Regions from separate parts of the Danio rerio genome. Here region 1 is linked to region 2. Evidence: chromatin contacts called from public Hi-C data. All regions are on one chromosome and are shown on one strand. The core of a region is the stretch at or near the end of the contact, and the rest is flanking DNA. Distances in the headings are between cores, read along the strand shown. Region 1 holds the start of heca (hdc homolog, cell cycle regulator). Region 2 holds the start of rpl7l1 (ribosomal protein L7-like 1).

The links. Hi-C and Micro-C count contacts between places; a contact is called where the count stands out from the background.
Region 1: a contact with region 2 is called in a Hi-C map of hematopoietic stem cells, with 2.7 times the contacts expected there. The contact joins the promoter of heca here to the promoter of rpl7l1 in region 2. A contact is called at or near these places in 3 of 18 Hi-C or Micro-C datasets (caudal fin, hematopoietic stem cells and an unstated tissue) and 4 of 4 datasets of contacts at active chromatin or transcription factors (caudal fin, embryo, gastrula embryo and 1 more).

What each region holds. Positions count from the first base shown.
Region 1 is chr20:40,087,625-40,091,616 of GRCz12tu, forward strand. It overlaps heca (hdc homolog, cell cycle regulator), which reads left to right and starts at 1,791. Exons shown (of 4, transcript NM_001045126.2): 1 at 1,791-2,045. The coding sequence starts at 1,889.
Region 2 is chr20:39,945,676-39,949,595 of GRCz12tu, forward strand. rpl7l1 (ribosomal protein L7-like 1) reads right to left here and starts at 2,606. Exons shown (of 6, transcript NM_199590.1): 1 at 2,563-2,606; 2 at 938-1,046; 3 at 700-863. The coding sequence starts at 2,576.

The DNA of each region.
Region 1 (3,992 bases), core at 541-3,040, 140 kb after region 2:
AAAGTAATGAAAATTACATTTACATTTAGTCATCTAGCAGACATTTTTGTCCAAAGCGACTTAAGCTGCAGTCATGCTAGAGCTTGTGCTTGCAAAATTCTGTTGTACGGTACTGGGAAAAAGGGGCGGGGTTAAACAATATGATTAGACATTAATAACAGTGAGCGATTGCTCCATATTTGAAATTTCTTATTTTAAATTATCTTCTATTGGTCTCACGCAGGGTGACGCGGTGGCAAAGTAGGTAGTGACGTCACCTCACAGCAAGAAGGTTGCTGGTTCGAGCTTATGCTGGGTCAGTTGTCATTTCTGTGTAAAGTTTGCATGTTCTCCTCCCATTTGCGTGGGTTTCCTCCGGGTGCTCCGGCTTCCCCTACAATCAAAAGACATGCGGTACAGGTGAATTGGGTAGGCTAAATTGTCCGTAGTGTATGAGTGTGAATGAGTGTGTATGGATGTTTTCCAGAAATGGGTTGCAGCTGGAAGAGCATTCGCTGCATAAAACATATGCTGCATAAGTTGGCGGTTCATTCTGCTGTGGCAACCTCAGACTAATAACGGGACTAAGCCGAAAAGAAAATGAATGAATGTTCTCACGCAATCACCTGATGTGATTTCGTAGGTAAGAATACACCAAGCCTGAACTTTTGAATGCAGTGAAATGCGAAGCACGTGCTTGCGTTTTTTGTCTGTTGCATTCGCATGCATGAATAGAAGTCTATGGAGCAAAAAGTGCAGTGTGATCACGACTTTACAACAGAACTACTTTTATCTACGATTACTAGTTTAACAAACTATTAAGATTATTTAAAAGTAGTTTGACAAATATCTGTATATTGGAATTGAGGTTAGTTGTTTTTACTTCTTTTCTTTTCTTGGTCAAAAACATGATCTCACAAGATTAGTGCTGTGTAAGCATCAACTATTTTACATAGATATAAAAAAATAAATTGAAACTATTGTGTGCTTTATGATATGCTGCAATAAATTTAAACGTTTCATATGATTTACCATGTATATGTAGACATTACATGAATGATTAGGTCATGAAAATTGACTTGAAAGTCCAGGAAAAGTCGTTGAACTTTTGTAGTAAAACCCTGTGTTAAATTTCATTTTATCTACTTATTGTAATGTATTTATTTATTTGAAACATTTTTTTTCTATTTTAACCTATTTGGTATTTATTTCTTATAACGGGTATTACATTTTGGATGATTTGCTAGCTTATATTTATTTTAAATGTAAATTTATTTTATTTCCTATTTGTTTGTTTTATGTACTGATTTTTTAGCATTATGTTTCATTGTGTATTTGAGTATTTATTTATATCTAGTCCCTTGTAGTCCTCTGGGGGTCCCAGAACCCCAGTATAAAAAGATGTAAAGATTTAAGTTACAGAACTTAAAGTGGTTCACTATATCACCTATTTAAAAACTTCAAATTAAAACCTTGAATCACCTCTAACAGCACGTCCATCATCACTCACGAATCCATATGCGGTGGCCGAGCATTTATAACTTCTAATAAATTTAGCAGCGTGTCGATGATTATCTACTCGGGACTCCCTCTTAGTCTGTGCTATTAATAACTCTGAGCTGTGGGTCTGGATCAGAGATGGAGGCGGAGCCAGAGGAACATTCTCTCTTCAGAGCAGGAATCAAAACAAGAGAGGGACACGCCTTCTTCAGGGTGTACCTCTGCTGTCAAGACTGCCTGCACAAATCTGGAGGATGATGATGAAGAAGAAGATGATGATGATGGTGATCCAGCTCTAACATCTGCATCTTACGCGCGTTAACATCCTTCAATCCGTCCTCGACATGATATCCGCAGAAATGCTCGGTCGCGGTCGCTGACAGGCTGCATTCATACTGAGCGCTCCATTATGCCCAACCAAAAAAGCAACAAGGGGAAGAGAAATAAACGCACGAATAGTAGCGGGGACGAGCAAGAAAATGGAGCCTCTGCGTCTGGGGTTACGGGAGGAACTGCCTCGGCGTTGACCGGAGCCACGGCGGGTCCGCCGAGCGACAACAGAAGCGGTAAGAACCGACCGTCACTTCACTTCAGTCAGGGTTCGAGCAATAGGTGCGTTTCCCTAAACGTGCACGCGCGCCTTCCCTTCCTCAAATGTTTTCTCACTTGCTGCAACTTGTTTCGCGCGCGTGTCATCACCACCATCACTGTTGTTACGACATTAGCCCGGAGATTTCCGCGCTTTCACTTGTCGTCCTGCAACTGTAAGGTGGTTGTGTTTAGGCCTTGCTCAAGGGTACATGCACTTGACATGGAGCTACATGTGATCTGGGCATTGAATGTTGTGTAATGGCAGGTCATGTCAATATAGTGACGCACTGTTTGGGTGTTTAATTATGCATAGAATGGCACGGGCTCTTGAGGTGGAGGAAATGCTTGCTTGTATTTTGAGTGGGTGATGTTGTGAGATGGAATAGCAGACTGCCAGGTAATCCTTATTTATTTCTAAATAAAAGTATTCATTCATGTTTATTCGTTTAAAACAACTGAAATTGCTGTCTGGCAGATTGTTCAGGTTGTGTGTTTTTACCTTGAGGAAAAATACAAAAATCTTTTGCAGAAGTGTAGACTGAAGCTTGCATTTATGAGTGAAGCAGAGCAACAGAGCCTTTCCTTCTGCGCTCAAAGCATTCTTTAAAGGCATAGTCCTCTCAAAAAATGAAAATTTACTGCTATTTTACTCACCCTGCAAGTTTTTGCTGACTTGTTGTTGTTCTGTAGAACATTTAAAGTTTTAAGTTGAATCCATCATGAAATGTATGAAAAGTCATCAGCTACCAGGGATGGACCACCATAACTTTCTGACGGTATGATAACCTTGGATAAAAATACCACAGTATGTCTGTATTGTGATTACTGCTCTAAAATAAATACATTTTTAATGTCTGAGTAAAAAACAACAACTTTCCCCCCATTGAACACAATTTATTTGATTTTAGGAAACATATTATAATATTTTGGAGCAGTAAACATGTCAGGCTAAATAATTCAAATTAATCATTGACTTCTCTATCCTCATTAGTTTCAGTGACACAGATATATTTACAACACATAAACACCCATACACATACCATAGGAATGGTATTACTGATTTTTTTTTTTTTTTTGCAGATTTAAAACCTTGACTTTTCCAAACCACGGTAAACCTTGAAACAGGTTACCATACACTGCCTAACCAGTTCAGCACTTTGAGTTAAAAAAACTCCAGCCAAAATAGAATAGAATGAATACTGTTTCTTGCACTGACTGATTGCTTCACTTCATAAGAAATCTGTGTAATTTTGCTTTACCTGTATTTTTGTTTACATTTTTTTGGACCATTAGAGTCCCAATCTCTATTGACATGCATTTTAGGAATCCCTGAATATTCAGCTCAAAATTAGCATCACAGTTTATTTTGGCGGTCCGTTTGTTGATTTTAAGTTACATTGCATCTACATGCCAACTAATTCTCATTAGATTATAAGTAGACTGTTAGGTTGACATGTACTTGCAAAGTTTCTTATAGTCAGTTAAATGTCTGTTGAATGAGCATATCAACAGATATTAAGCAGACAGTCTACTATTACTCAAATGCAATGGTTCTCAAAGTGGGGGTCGGGGGACACTGAAGGGGGGTCGCCTGGTGATTTCCAAAAATCTATAAATTTTTATTAATCTATAAGAATGACCATATTTTATCCATAACCTACTGAAGAGAAAAAATAGTTGTTTATAGTTACTAGTTCTGTTGGATTGCAACCCCTGGGGTAATTGCATTATATTAAAGACACAGCAGTAGCGTCAGATGCAGCTGATTGATTTCATAACACCAGGTTAAACTTTCTGGCCCATTTATAGCACTGGCATGCATTAAAAAATAAACAATGAATAGACTTGGGTCCATTGGTGTGTGTGCCCCATTGTATGCAAGGTTTCTGTATTTATAACCACTTCAGAGGATATTAGTGGTG
Region 2 (3,920 bases), core at 1,356-3,855:
GACGTAGATGCTCAGATGTAAACAACATCATGGATCGCACAATAATCAATTACTGAATATACTGTTCTGCATTTAAGACAAAAATTAGTCTAAGGTGCTAGATTATACAGAAAACTTGGTAAGTGTGAAAATATGTAATATTTAGTCAAACAGCTCTCTTCTGTTTAATTTGCTCACTTTTGTCGGTCTTTAGTACTCTTCAGTGCTTAAGTACAGGCCAAAACTTGACAAAAACTAATTTCAACAGCAGTAATCAGCAAAATATGCAAGTTTCATTCAGTGGCATTGTTTACGCTTTGCTTTCCAATATGGTCAACTGATGACGCATCGTGAAAATAACATGGAACATTGTTGGAAATAACATAAGGGCGAGTCAATTATGATGCAATTATATTTTTGGGTCAAATGTTTCTTTGAAGTTCTCCTATTATGCTCTTTTTATAAGATGTAACTTGAGTCTAAGGTGTCGTTGGATTGTGTAACCTTACTGGGCTTGCCTAGGGTGAAAATTACTCCCCTTTTGGACTAGAATCAAGGTGTTTGAGAGAGTCCAGAAAAATCATACCTGTAGTATAATTTGTGCTTTGTACATTTTCTCATGGTCAAACAGCCATATTAAACTCCAAAGAAAGTTAAAAGTGTAGCAGCATAATAGAACAGCTTCAATGTCAACGTGAATGAGGCATGAGTGTAAATTACTCTCTAATGCGGACAGCGAATGCCAGGCTGTTTTTGGCTGGTGGCATGGGTGGTGGAGGTCTCTTTTTGAGTCTGGCGAGCCTGGTCTCATCTCGATGCTTTCTCCTGCTGTTTTGCAAAAACTCCTCCAAGCGCTTAAACTTGAAGGGGATTCCTTTTTGGACCTGGTGAAATATTTAGTTTATTAGTTTGTTTTTGAAGTAATTATTGGACTATTAACACATAGAAGAATTCTTACCCTTTTCTTCTGCTGTAAAGCAAGTTTAGCTTGATTGGCTTTGATAGCCTGGTATGCCTTGCGTTTCTTGAGAAGATTCTCAGGAACAAGCTTGATCACTTTCTCAGTTCTGAACAAAAGATATCAATGTTTTAATACAAACTTTATAAGACCTTATACAATTCATTATCTGCATGGCTTCAATCTACTATTATTTTGTTTATGATGAGGTTAAATGTTTTATTTAAAGACAAATATAAAGATAAAACCTGTAAAGAGAATCAACAGACAATGCTCTTTAATTTAAAGGAATGGGCAGCAAGAAGTTGACTCAGTGATGTAACCACACTTATCTGTAAATTAACACTCTGTCTACTGATTTTACTTGTTAAACACAACAAAATATACATCACTGAACATAAAAGCTTTTGCTATTATTTTTATTGTTGCTTTTAATTAAAAAAAAGTCTCACAACTGTTAGCAAATGCTACGACAAATAAGCTAAAGCATGATAACTGACTATAAAACGGTAGCATCATTACATTCAATATGACTAGTATCCTTTTTTATTAAATTGAAGAATAATAACATCACTCACTGCATTGAATAAAAAAATACAAGAAGAAAAAATAAGAAAAACACACAAAACAACAAAAACTTTACAAAGCCTAAATAATTAAGAAAAAAATATTATCATGAGTTTTAAAAAACTTATTATTTCTATTATTATTATTAATAAGCTTAAGAGATTCAATATTGAAATAAATGTCAGCAAGGAAAGTATTAAATCTAGGTATTGCCTTTAGGAACTTTTGTGTCTACGACTAGTATCCTCACCACAGATAATTTTATCAAGAAATATCATTGATGTAGTTTTAATCAGTTTATTGAGACATAGTTGATTTTATATTCACAAATTCGTTATGTTTATCGATACATTGTTTACCTATTAAAATATTCGGTCTGAAATCGCATGCAAGTATGCCTTCAAAACAACATTAGCACTATTTGAGAGTTGTTGCCTGCTAATATGATTTCCCTGTTTTGAATCTGCAAAAAAAAAAATTTCCCAAGTTAATTTATTCAAAAGAAAGTCTGAATGTGCGAAAACAACCAAATTTACCCAGATTAAATTATCTGTTCGCATATCTTTGAGGCATCTCTGTATTTATTATTAGTGTTGGTTTACTTATTTTTTAATTTCTTTTAAAGCACTGTCCAAACACAAAATCATTAGCGTATGTCACCATATGTTTAAGTTGGTGGCATCGGTGCCACTGCTCTGAAATGTTAATCTGGAGCCCTGCCATCGAACTCCAAAACTACAAATAATTCCGTGACAGTACGTCCATTGTAAACATCTACACATGACAGAACAGCCAGACAGTCTTTAAGATCTAAAGTAAAATTACAACAAAAAAAAAACAATAGTAAAAACAACTTTCATGTTAGTTCAGGTAGACTAGAGTCGATCCATGTGAAAACAAACTTTAACTAATCACCCTCATCACATTGTGTCATCCGGATAAATTTTGTATCCAACAATCTATACACACTATATAGACGCTGAAAACGAAAAAAACTAGATAATAGTTTTGATCTTCATCACAGATTGATTAAGATTCGAAATAAGTAAAATACGCACCCTGGTTCTGCCATCGCGTTTGCTGTGACAAATTCCCGTCGCACAAAGATGACGTTTTGTTTTTTCCTTTTTTTGTGTAATACTGCCCCCTTTCGCTCCGGAGTGTCTATTACATTTCACTCACTGCCACTGATATCAGATAACTCACGTTCATCACCATGTGATTACTACTTCATCGACAATTTGCTTTACATTTCACACATAAGCTTTAAGAAGTTACGTGACAAACTAATGAAGTTTTCCCTTCTGCAGGCTGTCAATTCTTACATTTCTTAATTTAAATATGCATTATTAAGCATGTATGAAAACTAATAGCCTACACTATTAGTGCAGATTTTCCTAAATAACTTAACAAAAACAAACAAAAAAAAACTATTTCCTCAAGACAAACTTAAACGTTGTGTTGAAAAAGCCTGACCAATAGGTTTGAAGCTATTTTAAAGCTCAAAGTTTAAAAGGTTTCACGGTGGCACAGTGGGTATTACAATCGCCTGACAGCAAGATGGTTGCTGGAGTCTTGGCTGGGTCAGTTGGCAAGTCTGCGTGGAGTTCGCATGTTCTTCCCGTGTTCGTGTCGGTTTCCTCTACAATCAGACATGCGCTATAGGTGAATTGGGTAGGCTAAATTGACCATTGTGTACGTGTGTGAATGAGAGTGTGAGGGTGTTTCCCAGTGATGGGTTGCAGCTGTAAGGGCATCCGCTGCATTAAACATATGCTGGATAAGTTGGTGGTTCATTCCACTGTGGTGACCCCAGATTAATAAAGGGACAAAGCAGAGAATGAATGAATTTACAAGCAGTTTTACAGCTTAAAATTTTAAGGTTTTATATTTTATTAGCAGGAGAGATAGATGTTAATATGTTGTACCATATTACTACCATTACCGCCAGCCAGCCTGTTTATAAGTATGTTATGATATGTTTACATCATGTCATTAACAAAAACTGTGTTTTTACAGTTTTAACAAGGTGCTACGATATTGATATATGTTTGCTTGCTTGGTTTGGGACTTGTGGAGCTGTGCATCAAGAGATTTTCTCTTCATTGTTTGGACTTTCAGCAGTGAAAATTAATCGACACTGAACTGAACTAAACTGAACTTCAACTCTGAAAACTGGACTCACATAGTTTCAATTGACGAGAACTTCTATGTTAAGCTGCTTTGACATAATCTACACTGTAAAAGCGCTATAGAAATAAACATGAATTGAATATCATGTTTTGCAAGTTGGCATATTAATCACCCTGTAACTTGTTGCTAGCAAGTTTAGTGTTTCTAAAATCTTTAGCGTGTTCTTGCACATTGCTAACATTTTTTAACAAGTTGCTGACATGTTTTAGGATTCTCAATGGCA